Linked DNA regions of Mus musculus: region 2 is linked to region 1. Evidence: chromatin contacts called from public ChIA-PET data. All regions are on one chromosome and are shown on one strand. Each heading gives the region's core, a stretch centred on a gene start, on an enhancer-like site or on the middle of the called end of the contact. The rest is flanking DNA. Distances are from core to core; before and after follow the strand shown.

Region 1 (6,088 bases), core at 2,250-4,749:
ACAAAAACAACAACATCAACAACAAAAAGAAACCAAAAATAAAAGACTGAATTAATATGTAAAATTAAAGTCTGGGCTATGATCTGCAGGAGATGAGAGGTCCAGAAAAAAAAATTTTTTTTTTAGTTTTTCAGACAGGGTTTCTCTGTGTAGCACTGACTGTCCTGGAACTCATTCTGTAAACCAGACTGGCCTCAAACTCAGAAATCAGCCTGCCTCTGCCTCCCGAGTGCTGGGGTTAAAGGTGTGTGCCACCACTGCCTGGCCAAAAATGTACAAACATGTACAAAATTCTCACAGAAGATAAAGACAGAGTGAAAGAGAAAGAGAGACAGACAGACTACATAGATAGAATAGACAGTCAGAGGTGAACTCAAACTGTCATCATTTGTCTCTACAAGTAGACAGTTAAAAGCACACACTATTCTTTGGGAGAGCCCACCCACATTGCCCGCAACTCCAGCTCCAGGGGAATCTAGTGCCCTCCCTCCTCTGGCCTACTCTGACCATGCGCCCAAGTGGACCACACCCCACCCACCCCAGACCCATACCCAGACACCATCCATGCCACAGACACACACACAAATACACTCACACACTCACGTGCACCAAGCACCCCACAGACCTCCACCCCCCCACACACACCAACCCACCCCCCACACACACACATATACACACACACCATTTTTAAAGAGACGGTAAGTAAGTAGGGCAGAGTGGCATACAGCTATGATCCTAGCATTCAATAGGCTAAGGCAGGAGAATAGTGAGTTTGACAGTTCCATGAACTACAACAAAGGAAGACCATATCCTGTCTCAAGAGAACCCAAGGGAAAAATGTTATTTAAAATAAAAGTAATCTGTTGAGCAACAACCACCCAACTAAATTAATAAAATTCAGCTTAGAAATAAAAGAATTATTAACCATTTACAGAATTTTAAAAAGAAATGCTTACAGTGTGGCTTTCAAGCTCGGCGATTTTTTCAGGTGCGTCGAATCCCAAAAAATACATTCTGATTACATGATCAGTACTACCTGTAGCTAAAAACATACCACCTGAAATAAAAATGTTAAGGTTTAAATACGTAGCTTGCACAAATACACTAACAAAACATACTTCCATACATGTAGTAGAAAGCTCTCTTACTGGAAATCAGGGTCATCCCCACAAATCCATCCTCCAGCTCATTAGATTCCTTTATAAAGCTCAACTCTTTGGCTTTGGTGAAGTTAACCCTACTAGGAACACTCCCTATATCTCTCTCACACAGCTCTACTGAGACGAGGCAGCACCACACTGTGCATCCATCGGTGCCTGAAGACCAAGGACAAGCAGACCCTGGCTTCTGAGCAGATGCTTCAGTGTAGAGCTCACCTGTGACAGGGTCATTTCCTGAGGATACTGCATTGGACCTACTCTACAAAATTTGCCAAACAAGTCCACTGAACAAGAAAAGATTAAGAGTTATAATTTTACCAAGATTCTGTGTTAAATATAAACAAATCTGTAGGTAGACAGAATGTAAGAAAAATGTCCTAAACAGGGCCACTCATGTCATCATGGAATGGCTTATGAGCCTCCTTGATTCTCAATGACTCTGAGTTAGATAAGAAAGGGAGTGCGGTGGCTTCACATCACCTCCTTTGTCAAGCCTACCTCTAAGGTCTGAAGTTTGTCTTTGTTTCCTTAAACCCAGTACTTAAAAATCTACATGAAAATATACATTAAGTACAGAAAAAATTAAAATGGCCACTGTAGGTTCAGCTAGTAAGAACAGAAGTCATCAGCTACCTTTCTGATTCAGTAAATGCTAAATTAAACTAAGGAAAAGCAAGCATCAAGTATGATCTTACCAACGCTAAATGAAGAACACAGCATCTGAACACCAGGCCTTGGCTTTTCCGTGAACTTCAGGGGTCGTGGACTTTAAAAGAAGATGATATGCCTTTAGAATACATGATAACACACTTAATTAGAGCACTGGAGGTTTTTCTATGATTACGGAGTGCACACATGCCATGATGCACTCACAGAGGTGAGGACCACTTTCAGGAATGTCGTCTTCTCCACCACGACAGGGTGGAACTCAGTCATCTGGTTTCCAGAGCAGGAGCTTGCACCAAGAGCCGTATCACTGGCCCCCAACTATTGCTTCAGGCCTAACATAGTAGCATTATTAACAGCTCCTTGAGCTAGAGGTCTAACTCAACTAGTAAGCTGCTTGCTTGCCTTAGACAAACTTGAGTTTAGTAACAAACACCACATAAATGTAACAGAGCCAAGTGAGCCATGTCAACATGCTTCTGTGAGAATGCCTTGTCAATGAAAGGGTTTTAGAGTCTAGCTCCTTCTCATGTATGACAAAATACATCTCAGTATCAATCTTCAATTTTCATCAAAAATACTGAAAAGTTGGAGGCTGGAGTACATTATAAATTCAAGTAAAACATTTGCTACATGCGTATAATCTCAAAATTTGTTCACCAACATGGTAACAAAAACAAATATATATAAAATTTCCCAATTTAATTCAAGACATACTCATAAATTTCTGCCACAATGTCACAACTTTTAACCCCCGAGGGGCAAGTGCATCCCTGTGAATTACAGGCCAGCCTGATCTGCATAGCAAGTTTTAGGTCAGCCAGTCACGTGCCTTTAATCCCAGCACTCGGGAGGCAGAGGCAGGCAGATTTCTGAGTTTGAGGCCAGCCTGGTCTATAGAGTGAGTTCTAGGACAGGCAGGGCTACACAGAGAAACCCTGCCTAAAAAAAAAAAATCTTTACAAGTTCTATACAAACTGAATATAGTATTATGAGCACTCACTGGCACCCTGCAGTCACTACACTAGGTACTGAGTACTCACTGGCAGCCTGCAGTCACTACTCTAGGTACTGAGTACTCACTGGCAGCCTGCAGTCACTACTCTAGGTACTGAGTACTCACTGGCAGCCTGCAGTCACTACTCTAGGTACTGAGTACTCACTGGCAGCCTGCAGTCACTACTCTCCAGCAGCCAATGTTCTTGAATACCATCTTACTTTCTGAATTTCTGATTCCACACTTAACTCTCCATTTCTCTCAGTTTTAAATCCACATCTATTACTTGAATTTTCTTACACAACGGTGAGCTATTAAGTCCTTTAAGCATCTCTGTCTGTCAGAGTGAAGGTAATGAAAGCACATGCAATAAGAAGTTCAGGAGGAAAACATTTAGACTGCCCGTCATTACATTACAGAGGAGAAACCACCACATACAGATCACTCACCTGAACTTCAAGGACTCTAAATCCCACTGCCAGAAGCAAACAGTGCCATCAGCGCCCGTAGAAACCATGTACCGCTGAGGTCCTTTGGCCATCGGGCTAAACTGAAAGTCAAAAACACGTATGAATCATCTTCCAGAGTTTCTCCTCAGCTTACAACTTAGCAGTTGCCTCAAGCTCACGTCAACCAACATGCTAAGAAAGTAAAGTACAAATTCAAGCTGTAGGTGACATCAGTAAGAACTCTGGGAGCACTCACATGTGGTTCTGATGAACTTTCAATATAAGTAAACAAGAACCACAAGCCATGTCTTGATCTGACATGGTCGAGATCCAGTTTTAGGATACTAGAAGCATGCCAGACCGGAGCTTCAACATATCATACTATTCAGTGGAAAAACCAGACCCTCGTCCAGGAAAAGTACATGGGCATAATGACAAATGGAAAAACCTAAATTAGACCCAAGTACAAGACAAAGGTGACATCTTAGATCTAGATGGAAGCAACCGGTGGTACGGGAGGTGGCAACACAAGAGCACATTCCAAATAACATCAGTGACTTATAGACCTTACAGAATAAGCAGAGCTAAAGAAAATACCAACTTCTACTGAAACATCAGAATAAGACAGACATCTGTATTTGGCAGGTACAGTGTGCTCACCAACTAGCTAGCTAGGCAATGGTGAGCTAGGCATACATCGTTAATCCCCACTGCACTGCAGAAGCCGGTGGGTCTCTGTGTTCAAGACGAGCAAAGTGTAGATAGAAAGAGTTCCAGAGTTACATAGAGAAATTCCCAACCAAGAGAGAGAACTTGAAACTGGGCAAAGGAGAGAGAACATATGACAGAAGGCTTCCTAGACCCTGAGCCCAATAAAATAAAGAATACTGACAGTGCCGTGTCTAGAAATATGCTCTTACATCACAGGGGTTCTGCACCAACCCTCCAGAGACACAGTCTGCTGCCCGCCCCATTTCCCTCCACTATAGCTCTGCTGATCCTGCCTAGACTGACACATTGGCTTCTAACAGCTTGACAGCAGTGCTGCAGCTGCAGCAGGACCTCACTGCTCTGCATCCTTGGTTAGCTCTTATGTCACTACGTAGCCCACAATGGTTTCTTACAGTGATCCTCCTGTCTCAGCTTCTGGAACACTGGGCTTGCCAAGCATTGCCCAACACACCCACTCAATCTGCACTTTAAAATGTGTTAAGAGTGTGTGTGTGTGTGCGCGCATGCACACAGTCCACACTCTTATCTACACTTTCTAATGTGTTAACTGTGTGTGTCTATGTATGTGCACGCACACACAGTCCACATCCTTCAAACATGTTTGCTTCATTCCATACTCCACTGAAAAAATTTCAATTACAGAGTGTCTACCTGAGCAAAACCTCTCTCTTCTCTCTTCTGACCTTTCAACTCACAAATTCTTTCTCCAATTTCTTGTTGTATCCATATTCTTCTAAACTCATCGATTGCAGTTCTTTTGAGGGTTGGGTTCCTGTTTTTCAGGAAGCAAGATCTTGCTATATAGCCCAGACTGGCTTTGAACTCGGCACTAAAGGCCATGCCACCACACAGAGCTTCAGCCACAGAGCTCTTAAGTCAGCTATAGATCAACAGCAGAGTTAAGACTTAGTTGCACTTTTCTCTAATGCTCCTCCTTTATGCCTTAGGTTTGCTTGTCTCTAAATAAAGCAACTTATGCTTCTAGCCTGCACCAGACTTGCGATTACGGATCCAGGAGAACTGAGACTATTTGAAGCTGGGCTCTGGTTTCTGCAAAGGCAGATTTATTTCTAGAGCATCCTCACTTCCAGGATGAAACTCTTCTGTGACAGGGTTGCTCGTATTTTACCAGAATCCAGCACAACAGATATCTATCCTTCCAACTAACCCATGAATCCATGTCAGACATTCAATAAACATTTTAATACAAGTTCTCTTCTGTACTCTGGGGTTTTTTTTTTGGGTTTTTGTTTTTGGTTTTTTGTTTTTGGCTTTTCAAGACAGGGTTTCTCTGTGTAGCCCTGGCTGTCCTGGAACTCAGGCTGGCCTTGAACTCAGAAATCCGCCTGCCTCTGCCTCCCAAGTGCTGGAATCAAAGGCACGCGCCACCACACCCGGCTATGTACTTTTATTTATTACATTGTGACCAATGCATATCTCATTATAAAGCCTAGTTTTTAATCTCTGTGCAGTGTTTCTAGCAATTCTAAGATAAGCAAGGTGGTAATCAATGGATTCTAACATAGGATATCAGACATGCTGTGCCTTCTAACAAGAGAGTTGGCGTCTCAATTTGATCCTCTCCATGAAACAGCAGTGCTATAACCAAGAGTTCTCAAGGCCTGCTACAAGCATATTAAAACATAATCCTCACACCGGGCACTCCAAGCTTAGCAAATCAGAGCTGCACAGGAAAATGGAACCAACTCTGTACTTCACACCAAATCCAGTCAAAGGCAGCAGCAGCCATCAAAGCCTCACAAATCGGCTACCATCGCTGGGCATGGTGGTGGAGATGCACCCCTTTAAACCCCAGCACTTAAGAGGCCGAGGTAGAGTTCCAGGACACCTAGATCCTAAAGGTCACTTCATGAATGCCCGAGTACCACTGCTCTGTCAGAGAAAACTGAATTACAAGAAACACAAAGCAAAGTGGGAAGCCACCCAGGATGCCACTCCACCAGACCACAGCTGAGTCGCCTAGGGCCCTCCAACAAGCAGAGCTGGCAGTGAAGAGCAGGGACTTGAGTGTCTTTCAATTCTATAACAACTAACCACAAGATATGCAAGTTGTTTTATTTGCA
Region 2 (6,611 bases), core at 1,808-4,307, 84 kb after region 1:
CAGGTTTCTAGCCCAGGAGATTATCTTTGGTTGTCTGCATGGACCCGGTGTAATCATAGGCTTCCAAAAGTGAAAGAGGGAGTTGGGAGGTGGGAAGGATGTTTGACTCCAAGTCCAAGCAGAGGGTTGTGATGCGGACCTTGAAAACAGAAGAGAGCCATGAGGTCAGATTGCTGGCCTCAAATGTTGGTCTTTGCCTGAGGGATTCCAGAAGGAAGATGGTCTATTTTTAACCCAGTGAGATGCACTTCACATTTTGAAACTCTAGGACTATAAGATAACAAATTTACTAAATCCCAATCCACTAAACGTATGGTTATTGATGACTGTTATGTGGAGCCCAGCAGAGATGACCACTCAGACAGTTTCTAGTCAACTGAAAGTCTTTATTCCAGTCAGCTGGGACTACAGTCAGGTATTTGAGACCCGAGGGTAGCACTAAGTGTCCAGAGCACAGGGTTATAGAAAGCAGAAACCACATCCAGGCATCTTTTGCTGTGCAGGAAAGAAGGTTTGTACAGGCAGAGAGTTTAAGAGAAGATAATCTGGGATATCTTGACCTTGGGTCCTTAGAGTAGGGCTGGGTAATTTTCCATGGCATTCTCCATCAAGGAGATGAAATTTTTTCTTTTCGTTTTTTCTTTTCTTTTCTTTTTCTTTCTTTCTTTCTTTCTTTCTTTCTTTCTTTCTTTCTTTCTTTCTTTCTTTCTTTTTTTTGAGACAGGGTTTCTCTGTGTAGCCCTGGCTGTCCTAGAACTCACTCTGTAGACCAGGCTGGCCTCGAACTCAGAAATCCGCCTACTCCTCCTGAGTGCTGGGATTAAAGGCGTGCGCCACCACTAGCCTCAGCAAGACCACAAGATGGAGGAACCTCAGAACTGTCACACCCTGTCACAATAGCAGAATCAAAACACAAATAAGAGCTCATTATGAACTTTATGTGCCAGAATTTGTACCAGATCTTGATTGATATTTTCACACTTTCCTTTTTTTTAGATTTGTTTGTTTATTTATTTATTATATGTAAGTACACTATAGCTGTCTTCAGACACCCCAGAAGAGGGCATCAGATCTCATTATGGATGGCTGTGAGCCACCATGTGGTTGCTGGAATTTGAACTCAGGTCCTTCAGAAGAACAGTCAGTGCTCTTAACTGCTGAGCCATCTCTCACCAGCCCTTCACACTTTCTTTATACATGTTAGAACTCAGTCTTCAGCTGAGAACTGTTTTTGAGAGTGCTCAACAGGAATTAGGAGCTGTCAAACTGAGATGCCCCTGAGAGCCAGGAAGAGCTTCTCCTAGACACCTGTCTTGTTAGGTTTTACTGCTGTGAACAAACACGATGACCAAGGCAACTCTTATAAGGACAACATTTAACTGGGGCTGGTTTACAGGTCCAGAGTTTCAGGACACTATCATCAAGGAGGGAGTATGGAAGCCTCCAGGCAGGCATAATGCAGATGGAGCTGAGAGTTCTACATCTTCATCTGAAGACTGCTAGCAGAATACTGGCTTCCAGGCAGCTAGGATGAGGGTCTTAAAGCCCACACCCACAGTGACACACTTACTCCAACAGGGGCCCATCTTCTAATAGTGGCACTCTCTGGGCTGAGCACATACAAACCATCACACCACCCCAGCTGCATGTATGTTATAGGCTATTCACCAGAAATTTTTTTAGTATCTCGCCTCACCAAGAACAGAGTGGTCCTCCTGTACAGTGGGGACCTTGGTTGATAATTTCCTTTTCATTCTAAAAAGCAGAGATTTGGGATTGAAGAGCAAGCAGGTGTGTGTGTGTGTGTGTGTGTGTGTGTGTGTGTGTGTGTGTGTATGTGTCAAGGTGGGTTTGTGGGGAGGGAGACTTAGACACACTGCCATAATTTCTCACGAGGCTGCTCTTCCTTAATCTATCTAAAACCTCAGCGTGGAGAGAGAGCACCTGGCAGTCTGTCTACAGTCCAGTTGGAAGGGAAGGTTATGGAGTGGCAGTCTCCTAGTCAGCGTGCCCTTTCGTTGAGATAATTCATCCCACCGCTGCTGGTAGAAACACAGGCAGTGTTTCTAGAAGTAACCCGTTCTCTGACTAACGTGGCAGAAAAGACAGCCAACTATCTTCCACTTTATTCCCCATATACAAGTGAGCCGCGGTTCTTTTGTTATGAATACTCATCATTGCCTAAATTTAGATAATTTTATTAAAAGCTCACTGTAAACTTTTTCTTTGTGCGTGCTGAGCATGGCTGGTACCTAAGACTTCCCACATGCTTGGCAAGTCTCTACCAGTCACTATGTGATGTCTTTTGATGAATAAACTTATCTTTTAGGGTGACGATTTTCTACATTGTTCGTGTTTATTAGTGCTTAGTTTTAAAATGTAGTCGAACCATTTTACATGCGACAACGGTTTAGGAAACAGTTTCAGTTACCATCTATGATAAAGTAACTTTCTATTCATGCAGAGGCTTATCCTAAAATAAATTTATTTAAGAATAAAAGTGAGAGGGCTGGTGAGATGGCTCAGTGGGTAAGAGCACCCGACTGCTCTTCCGAAGGTCAGGAGTTCAAATCCCAGCAACCACATGGTGGCTCACAACCATCAGTAATGAGATCTGACTCCCTCTTCTGGAGTGTCTGAGGACAGCTACAGTGTACTTACAATAAATAAATAAATCTTTAAAAAAAATTCATATACATAAAAAAGAATAAAAGTGCGTTAGTTAACTCAGTAAGAACGTAAATAGTTTTCGGTTACTACAAGCAATCACAGTTTGCCAAAACCTGTTTAGCCTCCCGAAGTGGGCTATCACCCGGCTACGGAAGCCGGGAAGGCGAAAGGCGAAAATGGCTGCTAAGTAACATCCCATGCTGCCCCCTAGAGGAGGTGTAGCGTGCGTGCACCGCGGCCCGACGTGTAGCCCTAGCCGTGGCGCGCCGGCGCAGGCGCAGTTGACGACGCCGTCTCCCTGGTGCTGCCATAGCGGAACAGGACTGCAGTGCGCAGGCGCAGTTGACGACGCTGCTCCCAGGCGCTGCCGTAGCGGAGCAGGGCTGCAGTGCGCAGGCGTAGGCGAGCGCGGAGGCGCGGTCACCATGGCGCTGTCGTAGCGGTGCAGGTGCCTGGGATCCAGCATGAGCGCGTCCGAGACGGACCGCTGGGCGTGGCTGCTGGTGTTGAGCTTCGTGTTCGGGTGTAACTTGCTGCGCATCCTCCTGCCGTCCCTGTCCTCGTTTGTAAGTAGCTGCCGGGGGCGGGGAGCGGCCGAGCGCGGGGCCTTGCGCGGTCCATGCTGCAAGCTCTCTTCCTCCAGGTGCCTCCGAGCTTCTCACAGATCGCGAGGTTGCAACCAGCTCTGGAGGGTGGGAGGTCCCAAGCCACGCTTCGCGACAGAGGAGCAGCCCCGGCCCAGCATCCTCACAGGTGCCTGGCTCCGGAGCGGCTGATCCCCGGCTACAGGGAGCCCCCTTCTGTTCTGTCCGTGGGAACAAGGAACACTACAGAGCAATCTAAACAGGCCATACCGTTCTTGCACATTCAGGTTTCTGTTTATGTATGGGGGGTGTTTTTCCTGCGTGTGTATCTGTGCACTGTGTGCTTTCATTGCCAGCAGAGTCCAGAAGAGAGCGCTGGATGCTCTGGAATTGGAGTTACAGACATTAGTTATCTGCCACGTGGGTCCTGGGAACAGAACCCAGGCCCTCTATAGTAGTATCCAGTGCTCTTATCCACTGAGCCATCTCCAGCCCCAACATACTTTCCATATTTTACTCATGCCTGTATAATGAAGTCTGCACACAGTTCTCCAAAGGACTGGATGCAGAAAGGTTTAGAAGGACTTTTCTGTGTACTGGAAGAGGGATTGGGGACTACTAACTGGGGATGGATGTCCCCACACTCAATGACCTGTCTGCAAAGTTCTCTTCATCTGTCCTGCTATCTGTAGCCTTTAAACCATTTAAAAAAAACTATTTGTTATGTGAGAGTTTCGCTTGCATGTATGTAAGTGCATCACACGTATGCAGTGCTTTTGAGTCCAGAAGGGGCATTGATTCCCTGACACTGGAGTCAAGGACTCCATGTGAGCCACTATGTGAGTGTGCTCTTGACCACTGAGCTATCTCTCCACCCTCTTAATCTGTAGCCATTAAAGATTTTATGTGTGTGTGTGTGTGTGTGTGTTCTGAGTGTATGTATATGCACCATGTGAACGAGGTTGCCTGAGGAGGCCAGAAGAGGCAGTCACATTCTCTGGAACTGACTTATAGATGGTGTGAGCAGCCACATGCATGCTGGGAACTGAACCTGGATCCTCTGAAAGAGCCACAAGTGTGCTTAACCCCCAACACATCTCTCTAACCTGTATCTATAGCCTTGGAAAACATGTTCTGTAATAAACCAGTGGGCAAGATTTTTGCTCTGAGTTTCGTGAGCTGGTCTAGCAAATTGGTGAAGCCTGAAGAGGGGTCAAGGGAACTCTGACTTGTAGCTGGGCTGTGTGATTTGTGAGTGAGACCCCCCCTCCCCATCTGTGGGATTTGACACTCTCTGCAGAATGGGGAATACCTAGCATGTGAACCCACACATTTGGGATCACTGCAGTCATCTGTGTTGTGGACGGTTGGTAGGAGAGACTGAACATGATACCTTCATCATCTGTCTTTCTGGAGAGGCATCTAGTCCTTCACCCCTGTAATCTTTTTGTTAGTTTCAGTGGTTAAAGTTGCTTGTGTGTTTGGCTAGCAATCCCTTGTGGTTATGTGTGTTCTCATTCTGCTTTCTTGTGTGTTTTATTTTTCCACCGTGTGTGTGTGTGTGTGTGTGTGTGTGTGTATGTGTGTAAGGCTGAGGTCAGTTGGTGTCAAGGATAGCCCTTGGCCACTCTTCTGCCTTATTCATTGAGGCAGGGTCTCTCAGTAAAACCCAGAGTACACTGACTGGGCTAGCTTGCTGTGGGGACCCTGGCTCCCTCCCTATCTACACTCACCTTTCAGGTGGTTCCTTGTGCTTGTATAGCAGGAGTTTTAGCTCCTGAGCCGGATCCTTACCTTGAGGGTTCCACGTCCTCCTGTCCTGTGTCTTGTTCCCTTTCACCTCACAGTCGAGCTAAGGGAATGGAACTCAGATGTTTAGGGAGGCTGTGTTGGGCCATCCTCCTCACTGAGTCATGAGTTTCCAGTAGCTAGCAGGGCGGGAGGAGATAGAGATCCTGTGATCGACTCAGGGTCCTCCAGTACACGATGACCAGACTTGGGCGTGTTCTGTATTAGTCCCTCCTCACAAAGGATGGGCACTGTAGCTTACTTGTATCAGTTTAGGAGTTCTATAAAATCATGATAAGGAATTAGGAAATTATCAGTTCCTCTATACAGCATTGCTACATGAGCTTCTAACAGTGGCAGGAATGCATACCAGCAGCGGGAAGCGATTCTGGAATGAAGTCTCTGAGAATCCTGCCTCTCAGAGTGCACCCATTGCAGCCATGCAAAAATGGTGGACCATCTTCAGGAAACTCAGCTGCTTGCCATAGGCTTTCCTAGATGGCTTCTGTCAGCTGGAGTGGGTCTGGTGCCTGTGGTTGTCCTGGATGGAATTTTCCCGAGGGTCCTTCCCTTTAGGTCGGTCACGACATGCGTAGTCGAGACCGTGTAATTTATAAAGTAAGGGATCCAATGTTGTCTTAGGAGAAGGGGACACTGGACACACCGTGTGCTCATACATGGGAGGTACGCTGCTCTGGTGCCCCTGAAATGACGAGTACAGGTGGGTGAGGCTCTTGTGAGTTTTGCAGAATTCCCAGGACTGGCATGGCCGTCCTGGACTTGCAGTGTGCTGGTGCCCATGCTAAGTTCCTGACAGACCCTGCTCTGCTGTCAGTCACATGTGCACACATGCTTCAGGGGCCTGGCTGGTGTAGCCAGCTTCTCGAGGTGTGTTCAGCAGTTTTGAAGTTACCCTTTGCTTTGTGCTCCAAGCCTTAGGTACTCGCTTTCCACAGACCAGACTCTGAGCAAAGCCCTTGTTTGGAATGTTATTTATTTATTTATTTTTTGAGATAGAGTTTCCTAGCTATCTTGAAACTCACTCTCTAGACCAGGCTGGCCTGAAACTCAGAGATTGCCTGCCTCATATTTATGAGGTTAAATGATTTTAAAGGCATGCACCACCATGCCTGGTTGGGACAGGATTTTGTATGGCTTCCAAGTGTTAGGATGACATAGCAACCTACAGGGTGTACTCCTGGGGCCTTGACGGAGAGGTGTGTTCTGGGTGTTGGGCAGAATGCTGGGCCAGCAGGGCCCCGTAGGGTACACAGGCGGGGGGGGGGGGGCAGGCATTTCAGGAGGGATTGGTCCTGCCTAGGGAGTTGTGCTAGATGACCCTGGTGCTAGTCAGGGTCTGTGCAGGTTTCTGGGCTTTCTGTGTTCAGGTTTTGGTCTCTTCATACTGGTGACCTGGGTTGGTCATTTTTGAGCTTGCCTGAGGAATCCAGAAGGGAGGAGCCCGGCAGTGCATGCTATGCTGCTAGCTTTCAGATCTGTCGGCCCCTGGGTCATCAGTGACAGTGTGGCCACCGGTTCAGTCCTGGACAAGTTTGTCTATTGGCAGAG

The links. ChIA-PET counts read pairs in DNA pulled down with a chosen protein or histone mark.
Region 2: an RNA polymerase II ChIA-PET map of memory CD8 T cells shows a contact between it and region 1, with 194 read pairs. The contact joins the promoter of Get1 here to the enhancer-like site in region 1. A contact is called at or near these places in 4 of 39 promoter capture datasets (the 3T3-L1 cell line, hippocampal neurons, liver and 1 more), 2 of 15 datasets of contacts at CTCF or cohesin (the NIH/3T3 cell line and embryonic stem cells), 17 of 484 Hi-C or Micro-C datasets (B cells, CD8 T cells, MC3T3-E1-derived osteoblasts and 12 more), 14 of 115 datasets of contacts at active chromatin or transcription factors (the HPC-7 cell line, bone marrow-derived macrophages, craniofacial prominence and 11 more) and 3 of 9 other capture datasets (adipose tissue, liver and pancreatic islet).

The regions. Positions count from the first base shown.
Region 1 is chr16:96,057,727-96,063,814 of GRCm38.p6, forward strand. Brwd1 (bromodomain and WD repeat domain containing 1) reads right to left here. Exons shown (of 42, transcript NM_145125.3): 9 at 3,273-3,373; 10 at 1,856-1,926; 11 at 957-1,057. Among named protein-coding and RNA genes, the nearest start is that of Brwd1, 22 kb to the right of the region's middle. Within about 2 kb of position 3,500, at least 5 of the 459 cell types and tissues checked have an H3K27ac peak or open chromatin away from gene starts, as enhancers often do. A contact at or near this core is called in memory CD8 T cells, where this site is marked.
Region 2 is chr16:96,142,343-96,148,953 of GRCm38.p6, forward strand. It overlaps Get1 (guided entry of tail-anchored proteins factor 1), which reads left to right and starts at 3,058. Exons shown (of 5, transcript NM_207301.3): 1 at 3,058-3,236. The coding sequence starts at 3,135.